4 separate regions of the Hordeum vulgare genome follow, and regions 1, 2 and 3 are each linked to region 4. Evidence: chromatin contacts called from public Hi-C data. All regions are on one chromosome and are shown on one strand. Each heading gives the region's core, a stretch centred on a gene start, on an enhancer-like site or on the middle of the called end of the contact. The rest is flanking DNA. Distances are from core to core; before and after follow the strand shown. Region 1 has its middle 19 kb from the start of LOC123442882. Region 2 holds the start of LOC123442886 (proline-rich receptor-like protein kinase PERK9). Region 3 holds the start of LOC123442884 (NDR1/HIN1-like protein 2). Region 4 holds the start of LOC123442883 (translation machinery-associated protein 22).

Region 1 (2,700 bases), core at 181-2,680, 320 kb before region 4:
TATCATGTGAATCCACGGATGGCGGTAAGCACGGAAAAAATGTTATAATGCGATGATGTTACTCCGACTCATGAAATGGATTCAATTTTTTTTCACATGCCCTAATGATCATCAGAAGGAGACACGCCAAATTGTTTTAATTTCCGACATTCCGCACATTTTCTACAGTTTTCGATGCGAAAACATGGAAAAACCGTTGTCGGACGTGACATAATGTGCGTTTAGTATCCGATTTCATTTAAATTTTGCGTTGGTCATTTGTACGTTCATTCTCACTTGCTGGCAAAAGTTGAATCAATTTGATAAACGTATGCATGTACATTATGTGAAACACATGGATGTCGGTACAGACGAAAGGGGTGTTATAATGTGATGATGTTACTCAGAGTCATGAAAACGGATCCAATTTTAGTTTGTGCACAATTTTAGAATTAAAAATAAGTATGAAATTTTTAAAAATTTCTGCACATTTTGCAAAGTTGTTAACAACTTCCCAACAATTTAGGTTTTAGGGTTTACAATACCAAAATTATAGTGTAAGTAATAGTTCATCAATTTTCAAAATAATGCGATGATGTTTTTTCAACTCATGAAACCGATCAATTTTTTTTTCACACGTCGTAACGATCATCACAAGGAGGCATGCCAAATGTTTTAAATTTCTGATATTTTATGCATTTTCTATGATTTTCCATGCGAAAAGACGAAAAAACGTTTGTCAGACGTGTCACAACGTGTGCTTGTTTAAAAAGCTAACGCATTTAGAAAGTAAAAGAAAATAAAAAAAGGAAAAGGAAAAAATAAATAGAAAAAGGAAACAAAACAAAGAATACTGTGTTTCCGGTGTTGTTTATTAGATTAAAAAACATGTGCAACACATGTTGTCTTGTTGACCAGTTGGTTAGTGCAGCTTTGATAATATCAAAAGGTGTATGGTTTGAATCTTGCTACTCGCATTCTTTTTTGACTATTTAAAAAATAGAGAAAACATGAACAAGCCTCAGTATTTGTGCATATGAAAAAAAAATACAGCGTATACGTAAATATGACCATCCTACCTTTTATTATGAAGAGGTATCGATCCTGTGGTGAAAGGTGATTAGCCTCCACTACTTGCAGTTACCGATTATTAGTCTCTGCATTCTCTTGGCCGGGCAGTCAATATTCCTATATATTCTACACAGAATGGATGCATGCGATGAAGAGTCTTGGTCAAGCCTAGCGTATCTTATCCATCCATGTGATGAGTATTAGTGTAGGAGAAAAGTATTTCCCACCCAGCTGAGAAGGCAGGATTTCCGGTCCCAGACATGAACTTTTCTTTTTCCTCTCGAAAGATAACATAAAATAAAGGGCATGCATGCATTTCCTTTGATCGCTCGGTTGTACTGTAATGTACTTACTTGTCAGCTGATGCTTTTTTTCATAAATAAAGAAAAAGCTGATGGTTTTTTTAAACAGGTGTTGGTGCTCTTGTGGCAGGCTGCTCAGTTGTCATTGTCAGGGTGGATTTTATCCGTACTTTTAGGCATTATTAAGAACGTTTGATGAAGCTGACGTTGGATGGTTCACGGGTATCATCATTTTTTTCAGTTTGTTCCTATCGTTGGGAACGGTTGATAAAGCAAGTCAAAACTGCACAGGTAGGTCAATGTATGCTTGTGTATATATGTTGGAGCAACTCTAGCAGTTGTCAAAAGTTGTATGTGCTGGAGGCCGACGTTTGGCCTATGGGTGTATCTACACCACATATGTAAAAAAAAAGTAATTCAATAATTTCTTAAAAAAACTGAAAATATTTTTGAAATAAACATGACCTTTTGTTGTACTTGTGAAGAAAATTTCACAAAAAGAAAAAAAAAACCTTGACTTTTTTTCTTCAAATAAGACAAAATTTCATTCAAAAAATGTGAATTTATTTGCCATAAAGTCAACGCTATGTTTTTTCATAAAAATTTATATTCTAGTACAAAAGAAAGTCAAGTTTGTATGTGCTTCATAATTTTTGAAGGTTGTCAGGTCTGCGTAAACACCAAACCACAACCTTCATTTTTTATTTGATTGTTTTCTTATTTGGTTGAAAATGTCTTGTTTCAATTTTGGTCATTCAAACAATGAATAAAACTAGATATATCATTAAACGCCATTTGCAAAATACTAAACATACATAATGTCATTATTCAACATTGCTAGCTATGTAGTACTCCGTCCGTCCTAAAATAAATGATCCAACTTTATACTAATCTCTTCCTAATAATAAAGCATGGAGTGCTTCTGTTGTCTGTCGTGGTCGTTTTGCAGAAAACCCCCTAGAATTTCCTGAAATCAACCCACAGTCCGGATTTAAATGAAAAACGAATCGTTTTTTTATGTTTATAGGAAACCCCCTCTGATTCTCCGAAATCAAACCCGCAGTACATAATTTAGTGAGAGAACGAATAGCTTTTTGGAATTTTTGTAGAAACATCCTTCAATTTTCATAAAATAAACCCGCAGTACATACTTGAGTAAAAAAACAATCGTTTCCGTATGTTTTTGAAAAGACCCCTACAATTTTAATTAATTAATCTGTAGTTCAATTATAAGTGCAAAATACTTTAAAAAATCATATCTTTTAAACGGTAACTCAAATTTTACATTATTATATATGAAATTTTATTAGAAAAATATGTAGAATCTGGATATAATGTTAGTTTATCT
Region 2 (2,700 bases), core at 170-2,669, 450 kb after region 4:
TGAAAGAATGCATACATATGATATTATCTTGTATGTTACACCCTTAATCAATACTTTTCTCCATATGGGGTATTTGAAAATACCTATTCATTATACATGTCCTTACAGATTGATTGTTTTCGATGAAGATATCTAACATGGTTGCAAGCAAATTAAGCCTTGACTTGGATTACAGTTGCAAACACACATATCAACAAAACAAAACTAATTCGCTTATGCACGTGCTACCATTGAATATTAAAGTGTAATTTTGCTATTTTATGCATTATTTAGTTTCTTTATGAGCAGCACATTATTTTTAGGTATCATTAAGAAGGAACACCACAAAGACGTGAATGGATACCAGTAACTAAGTAGATATTTATGTTGTCTAATAAACTCGATACAACTGTAGTTATTTAAAAAATCATCCCGCCTTTATATATGCGCATTGTGAAAGATTTCTTATGATTTCTTGGTGTCATCGAGTGTTTGTATGGTGGTTGATTTATTTTCTCCTTTTGTAACGCACGAGCATTTTTCCTAATCTCATTTAAAGAAAATACAGAAAGAAAAGGACAAGAAACCCAGAGGAGATGGCCAGCTATATATGGAGGCTGACACGCGAGATCGCCGCAGGTTTGGCGGTCTCCGTCGGCGACGGCGACTCCACAACGCCTCGATTCCCGAAAACGAACGGGCCAGCGTACCGACGTCGCGGCAGAGCAGCAAACAGCGACAAATCTCCGTGTCAGGATTAGGATTACCCCCATCAACCATGTAGTATGAACCTCCCGTTGCAGCATACGATACAGACATGCACGTGCCGATGTGTTGTCTGCCCTGGGCACGCCCGCAGCATCCGATGCCCCGCTCCTTCAGCCAGCCAGCACGCACTCCAGCCAGCGGCCGACATCAACATGGCCCCGTGATCGACCGACACAGCGTCCGCGTCCGTGGCACCGCGCGCGCGCGCACGGGCAGGCCGGGAGAGCCCGGCGAATTTCTCCGGGGGCTCGTGCTGCTCCCATCCAAACGCAAAGCCACGGCCGGGCACCACACATTGCACTACGTACGTACGCACAGGCACAGTGGTAAAGCGACAAGAGGTGGTCAGAGCCGGTAATCCCAGACCAGGCTGGCGGATGACAAAAGCCCCACAGTGAGACAGTACCTCGCCTCGCCTGCCCTGCCCTGCCCTGCCCTGCCCGGCTAGCTGGATTAACGAGAAGAGATTGCAGCGCCAAAGATTTGCAGTTGCATCTCGTGGCGGTACCGCTGCTAGTTCGTGGTACCAGCGTCCATGGCAGCGGTACATGGTTAAACTAAACCGGGCCAAGACCACGAGATTCTCTCGGCCTCGTGCGTGGGCGACGGCACCGGCAGGAAGCAACGAATGTTTTCTTCACCCGTCTCGTCCGTCGTTGGTTCCTCGAGCCGGTCATGGCATCCGCGTCCGTTTCTTGCTACCCGGATCACCACCACTACTCCAACTTTAGTTAATTGATTCTACTGCTAGGGTGGGTTCTCTTTTTAGGCTGTGTGATTTACTTGCAGCAGCTAGCTACTTGTACAAGTACTGGTACTATACTGTACTGGTACTAGTGGTGTTTGGTGCCTCGGCCTCCTCCTGGGCAGTGGGCAGTGGGCACCTTCCCCTCTTCCTCCATTCCTCCTCCCTCCCTCCCTCCCGCACTGCCCGCCCTTCACTGCTCCCTGCCCCTCCCCACACGGGCCCGCGATTGCTCATGGCGTGCTACCCAAATGGCGGTCAGGCTCCCTCCTTTTCTGGCGCTCTAGGGGCTTCTTGCGGGTGCGGGTGCAGCGCCGCGACGGAGCCGAGGTGGCTGTGATCCCCTTGCCTCTGCGTCTGCACTTGCTACGAGCTTGTGCGTTCGGGCGACGGCGAGATGCGGCGTCCTGCCTGCGCGGTGGTGCTGCTTCTCGCTTCCCTTCTTGGATCCACAGGTGACAAGTGTTTTAGCATTGCTCCAGCGTCGCTTCTTTCTTCTCCCCCTCTCTTCAGCTTTCATGGTCTAGTTAGTTTGGGTGGGAAATTGGGGATCAAATGGCGTGTACCTGCCGAACAATGCGAATGCTTGCTTGTTTCTCCATGATTTCCCCCCTCGGCTGAGCACTTTGATGGGGAAACTTGCGGGTTCAACAAATTTCTGCGAATGCGCAGGCTGGCTAGCTGATCTGTGGCTAGGAAAATGCAGTTCACTGTTTTTTTACTCACGATTTCAGCAAACCATACGAGAGTTTTCTCAAGCTAGACGGAATTAAGAGCATGTGCTCATTACTTCTGAATTTCCATCAAGAGGGACGGCGCAATGTCGGCGTCTTGGCATTTCCCTGTCTTTGGCTGTCACCGCAACTGCGAGCCACTTTAATTGCGTCACATGTGCTTGCTGCCTCATCTAGCTGTGTTTTTTGGCCGTAATCTTGCAAGAACAATTAAGAATTTTTGGCGGCATGCGTCGGATGATGCATCACTATGTGCCATTTTCATGTTGCATACTTTCAATAATTGCTCTTGCTTTGCAACTTTTGTGCTGAAAAGACACTGGAGATTTGCCCCCGATAGCAACCTGTAGATTGCCTGATACTCCACTAAAACTCTGAGCTTAGTTATTGCACAGTTACTAGTGTACACTGCACACTTTACTTGTCCCTCGATTGAATCTGTGTTCTTCACTCACACTCTAGGTACTGATCTGG
Region 3 (2,700 bases), core at 31-2,530, 270 kb after region 4:
CGTGATGTCCAGCGCGCGTGGAGCGAGCTCTGCCGCGTCGGACGTCCCAAGCCGATGTCGCCCAACAGCGTAGAGGCCGAACTTTTATGCATTTCTTCTATCAAGGTTCCTGCAGCAATGCGCGGGGCATTATCTAGTTCCTCCAAAGTTGAAGGGATTAAACTTTTAAGCATGCAGCCCTTACCCTAAAACTCAACTCGTCGATCAAGCTCCACCCCTACATGAAAGTCTCTCTCCATATTATTCATCCTTCTTCCATCCACTTGTCCAATGATGACTTTTTGCCAATAAAAGATGTCCATGAGCTAACTAGGAACTATGGTAGATGATCCATAAAAGTAGCGTGATGGAAGCTCACCATGTACGACGTACGCGTGAGAGGAAGGATCTGAGAAAGTCGACGAAATTCGTCCATCACGGGCCACATTTCGAGCACTTCTTTCTCTACATGAGTTCTTCTCTTCTTTGTTCTCCTAGTGGCATGATGATGTGGTCCAAGACTCTACTGTTCATCAGAATCTATAACGGCCGGCAACATTCATGTTTCTGTACAAGTGCTTAGAAGTATGTGATGTAGGCACGTGTTGCTCTGCCTATGGCCGGTAATGATAGAAAGGAATGTGGTCATGGCCAGAAATGATGAGAAACTGAAGAGATTTTTGGTCGGTTTCTGGCCACAGAAGATGGGCAAGGAAGGTGTGGTTGCGGGAATGGGCGGCGTTGGGCCGTGGGCAGAAAACTTGTGTGAGGGAGAAAGGAAAAGAGAAGAGAGATGATTTATTAAGAGTTGGCAATGTTCGACTATAATCGAGTAGGAGGGATGGGTTTGAATATATTCCGCTCAATTATTTGAGGGGCTAAAGGTTTTGACAAAGTGCTAGGTGAAGCTTAATTCCTCTTACAGATTTTTTTAGGGAATTAAAACTTCTTATGCAAGGGTTAGATATGCTCTAACTATATTCAAATAATAATACACCTCTCTCATAAAATAAAATCAACTTGCAGTTGAGAGTTGGATCCAAGATCGATCCCTTCCCAAGCCACACCCGGATCACATGTCTTCAATGAAGCAGCAGCATAAAGGTGTAGCACAGCCCCGGCCGGTCCCAATGTTCACAAATGCTACTGCTACCGTTGGTTCAAAAAATCAGTTGCAGTTAATCACAACAAAATGAGCTTGTTATTAAATCTCTGACGCTTGGCGATTCAATTTCGAGCAGGGAATCGCAGCTCTGGCTCAAGGTATTGGCTCGCTGAAACATTACTCCTCCTAGCCTGTTGTACATAAGTTTTAGAGGGACAAATTAAAGTAGCCATCACTACAAACTTTAGTACGTACTCCACCACTGCTACGGCGCAAGGAGTAATTCAGCAGTTGGTACCAGGCTCAGTTTGCCGCTCATTTGAAAACTTTGACGTGAGATACAAGTTCTGTGTGTAAACACAGGTTTAAACTAGCATCCAAACGATTTTCCCGGGAGAAAAAACAACTTGGCACGAGCGAGAATTACGGGGGAGACTTGCTTAATAAAAAAGGCAAAGGAAGGGTAGGGGTAGCGTCAGCTAGCTCAGCAGTAGCAAATGATTTGGTGAGGACGAACCATCCGTAAGGTGACCCGTCCCTTTTCCCTCACCTTCTCCTCCGCGTCTTCCTTCCTCTCAGCCTATAGATCTCCTCTCTCTCCAAGAACTCGCTCAGCGCAAGCGCACGGCCGGAACCCAGCCCAAGCACCTAGCCAGCGCCGCGCCGCGCCAAGAGCCACCTCGTCCCCCGGCTAGAGCGGCAATGTCTTCCAACGGCAAGCCCAATCCGCAGCCCCCTGCCGCCGCGGCCGCGGCCACCAACGGCGCGGGCGCGGGCGGCCCGCCCAAGATGTACCAGCGCCCCATCTACCGCCCGCAGGCGCCCGCCAAGGGCCGCCGCGGGGGGCGCTCCTCGTGCCGCTTCAGCTGCTGCTGCTGCTTCTTCTGGGCCGTGCTCGTCGTGCTCCTCCTGGCCCTCGTCGCCGCCGTCGCCGGCGGCGCCTTCTACCTCCTCTACCGCCCCCACCGCCCGGCCTTCACCCTCTCCGTGGCGCGCGTCAACAAGCTCAGCCTCTCCAGCTCCGCCACGGCGCCCGCGCTCACCGACTCCATCGACTTCACGCTCACCGCCAAGAACCCCAACAAGAAGCTCGTCTACCTGTACGACGACTTCACCGTCACCGCCGCCACGGCCGCCAACGCCGTGCCGCTCGGGGAGGCGACCGTGCCGGGGTTCCTGCACGAGGCCAGCAACATCACCGTCATCAAGGCCACCGTCTCCGCGGCCGCGCTCGGGGTCGACCCCACCGCCGCCAGCTCCGACATCAAGAAGTCGGGCACCTTCTCCATCACCCTCGACCTGGAGACCAAGGCCGGCGTCAAGGTGGGCGGGCTCAAGACCAAGAAGATCGGCATCCAGGTGCACTGCGACGGCATCAAGGTGGCCGCGCCCTCCCCGGCACCCGCGCCGGCGAAGAAGAAGGGGGTGAAGCTCACCGTCGCCAAGGCGCCGTCGAAGGCGCCAGCCGTAGCGGAGGCCCCGGAGCCGTCCGCGGCCGTCGCCGACGCAACGACCTCGCCCCCGGCGGCGACCACCGTCGCGCGCGTGTGCCAGGTCAGGATCCGAGTCAAGATCTGGAAGTGGACCTTCTAGTAACGACGCAAACTCATAGGGGG
Region 4 (2,730 bases), core at 63-2,562:
GATTTGGTAATTCTCCTTCTACTTCGTCCAACGGAGGTGCCGGAGCTGGAGCCGAGGATTTGCACGGGGACGTTCCCCGGTTGACGTGCCACGGCGACTATGCCTCGTCGTTTGTGACGGGGCTCTTCTTCGACTCAGAAAGCCCTTTTCGGTGATGGTGTGCCCTCGGCTCAAGGCTTTCCGATGCCTTCCTTTGCTGTTCGTCTCGTCAGCAACGGCGGCGGTTGGCGGCTGGTGTTTGCTCTTCGTGCTTTAAGGCCCCCGGGGGACCGGGTTGTATTTTCTCTTTCTTTGATGATCTTTTTTGATTTTGTGTTGGGACACCTTTGGTCTCTCATGGTCTCGAGTCGATGATGTGTATGTGTTATGTTCGTAACCTATGCTGGTTCACAAATATGCAGTTATCCTAAAAAAAGGTGGACTGTATATGTGTCTTCATAAGATGAGTACATGTGTCTATGTATATTGTGTGTGTACGGCGTTGAATGAAATTGTTCTTTTAAACAATGATGGATAGTATTTTCATATCTCCATGTGTGACGAAAACTTTTTTTGAGCCAAATACTTTTTGACTAACCTCTTTTAAGACAAATGTGTGACGAAAACTAAATGTGTCAATTAACACACTTCTTAGCCCAACCCATTCGCATGGGCTGGATTTCCGCTAGCCCAAATACATCCAACTGCTGCACTCGCCAACTTCTCCTTTGTTCTCTTGAAGGTCCTATACGGTACCTTCAGCGTCGGTTAGCCAAACCGGCACCAACAACGCTCCTTCTCGTGGGCCGGCCCATGTAGAATATGTTGGTCCTTAAAAATCGAAAAAAAGTTCATAGGATTTTCGAAAAAATCAGATTTGCAAAAAAAAAAACCGATAGTTATAAAAAAAGTTCACTTGTTTTTCAAATATGTTTATGTATTTTCAAAAAGTTTACAAAATTCGAAAAAATCATTGATTTTTTAAAAAAGTTCATCAGTTTTTAAAAAAAAAACAAAAATTAAAAACAGTTCATCGTTTTTTTTAAAGTTCAAGGATTTTAAATTATGTTAACCGATTTTCGAAACAGTTCATCAATTTTAAAAAAAGTTCATCAATTTTTAGAAAGTTCACTAATTTTTAAAAAAATCATCGAAAAAAAATATCACGGGCTAAAACACAGATCGATTTTTAAATAAGCCGGTTCAAGACGGAACGCTGCAAGCGCCGGTTAGCAAAATTTGCCATTAACCGACGCCTGTGGCGCTATATAGGTTTCCCTTGTTCTTTTGCGTCATTACCGAAAGGAAAGAAAGGTAGAGAAAAAATCGCACCCAAATCCGTCGAGCAGAACCAAATCCGTCACGACTCCACGAGCACTCGAGCAGGGCAACACGGGTTCTCGCGGCCCACCTCATCGAGCATTCCGCGTCAGATCGGATCGAATCCTCCGGCGGCGGCGGCTGCGGTGATGGCGGCGGAGAAGCCGGCCCCGGCGAAGGTGCTCTACTGCGGCGTCTGCGGCCTCCCCGCGGAGTACTGCGAGTTCGGCCCCGACTTCGAGCGCTGCAAGCCGTGGCTCCGCGCCCACGCGCCCGGCGTCTACCCCGACGAGCTCGTGGCCTCCTCCTCCGGTTCGCCCCCATGACCTACCCTTCTCGCACGTTATCCCCCACTTCGTTTACGCCTGCCCTGTGTTGGTTCCGCTCTCTAATGCTTCGTGCGGTGGTTCGTTTGATCTGTGAAGGCGGCGATGATAAGGACGTCGGCAAGGTCGGCGAGCGCCTCCAGGGCGTCAGCATCTCCCCCGCCGACGGCTCCTCGAGCTCAGGTTTGGTGTGAGCTCCTGCCTTGTCTTAAACCTAAAACTAGGAAAAGTTCGGTCAAATTGATGTGTGTTGTGTTTGCAGGGGGTGCCTCGGCATCCAAGACTGAAGAGGTGAAACGACTGCCGGGTGGTAAGCTCAAGAAAAAGGTTGGTTCCCTTTGCACACTTTATTACTTAAGTTCAATTTCTAGCTGTTTGACTTCAACCCTAGATGCTGGTCTGAAATTGAGGATTTGTTATTCTGGTTTGAGTTCGGGCCAATGTAGAATGTCTGTCCTGCAGTATTTTGACTGCCAATGTTCCTTTTTATGTGTAGGACAAGCAAGAGGTTATTATTGAGAAGATTGTCCGCAACAAGCGCAAATGTGTTACCGTGGTGAAAGGCCTGGACTTGTTTGGTGAGTGGTACACTTAACTCTTTGCACCTTGTGGAATAGGTTATACTGTAGATGCTAGATCCAGGCTTGAGTAGAACCTGCCTTAAAGCTCCATGATGTTATGTATTCGCTACTAAGGTTGGCCATATTTTAATAGATCGTGTTTGTTTCCTGAACATTTTAGGTGTAAAGCTGAGTGACGCTTCGAAGAAGCTTGGAAAGAAGTTTGCTACGGGAGCTTCGGTGGTCAAGGTAATTAGTTATCTCTGAAACTATGGCTTTTCGTCTTTCATTAAGGCCTTGTCTAACTGTCTCTTCTTAACGTGTTCCCCAGGGCCCAACTGAGAAGGAGCAAATCGATGTGCAAGGAGACATATCATATGATGTTGTGGATTTCATTACAGCTACATGGCCTGATGTAACTTATCCATCTCTTCATCTTATTATGGTTTACATGTTTTTTATGCTTTCATGGCCGTTTGCTTTCTGTTCAACTTGACAATTCATTTGGTTTCAAACCACGCGGAAGACTGATTTTATCTTTGCGC

What was found. A called contact is a pair of places that touch in the nucleus more often than the background predicts.
Region 1: a contact with region 4 is called in a Hi-C map of leaf, with 4 times the contacts expected there. The contact joins the enhancer-like site here to the promoter of LOC123442883 in region 4. A contact is called at or near these places in 3 of 6 Hi-C or Micro-C datasets (leaf, seedling and an unstated tissue).
Region 2: a Hi-C map of seedling shows a contact between it and region 4, with 6 times the contacts expected there. The contact joins the promoter of LOC123442886 here to the promoter of LOC123442883 in region 4. A contact is called at or near these places in 4 of 6 Hi-C or Micro-C datasets (leaf and seedling).
Region 3: a contact with region 4 is called in a Hi-C map of seedling, with 7 times the contacts expected there. The contact joins the promoter of LOC123442884 here to the promoter of LOC123442883 in region 4. A contact is called at or near these places in 4 of 6 Hi-C or Micro-C datasets (leaf and seedling) and 1 of 1 datasets of contacts at active chromatin or transcription factors (embryo).

What each region holds. Positions count from the first base shown.
Region 1 is chr3H:41,306,416-41,309,115 of MorexV3_pseudomolecules_assembly, forward strand. No RefSeq gene overlaps it. Among protein-coding and RNA genes, the nearest start is that of LOC123442882, 19 kb to the left of the region's middle. Within about 2 kb of position 1,431, at least 1 of the 3 cell types and tissues checked has open chromatin away from gene starts, as enhancers often do. A contact at or near this core is called in leaf, where this site is marked.
Region 2 is chr3H:42,072,524-42,075,223 of MorexV3_pseudomolecules_assembly, forward strand. LOC123442886 (proline-rich receptor-like protein kinase PERK9) reads left to right here and starts at 1,420. Exons shown (of 16, transcript XM_045119061.1): 1 at 1,420-1,947; 2 at 2,689-2,700. The coding sequence starts at 1,890.
Region 3 is chr3H:41,893,315-41,896,014 of MorexV3_pseudomolecules_assembly, forward strand. It overlaps LOC123442884 (NDR1/HIN1-like protein 2), which reads left to right and starts at 1,281. Exons shown (of 1, transcript XM_045119057.1): 1 at 1,281-2,700. The coding sequence starts at 1,787. The coding sequence ends at 2,677.
Region 4 is chr3H:41,624,210-41,626,939 of MorexV3_pseudomolecules_assembly, forward strand. It overlaps LOC123442883 (translation machinery-associated protein 22), which reads left to right and starts at 1,313. Exons shown (of 7, transcript XM_045119056.1): 1 at 1,313-1,611; 2 at 1,725-1,808; 3 at 1,888-1,952; 4 at 2,122-2,203; 5 at 2,367-2,434; 6 at 2,517-2,600. The coding sequence starts at 1,449.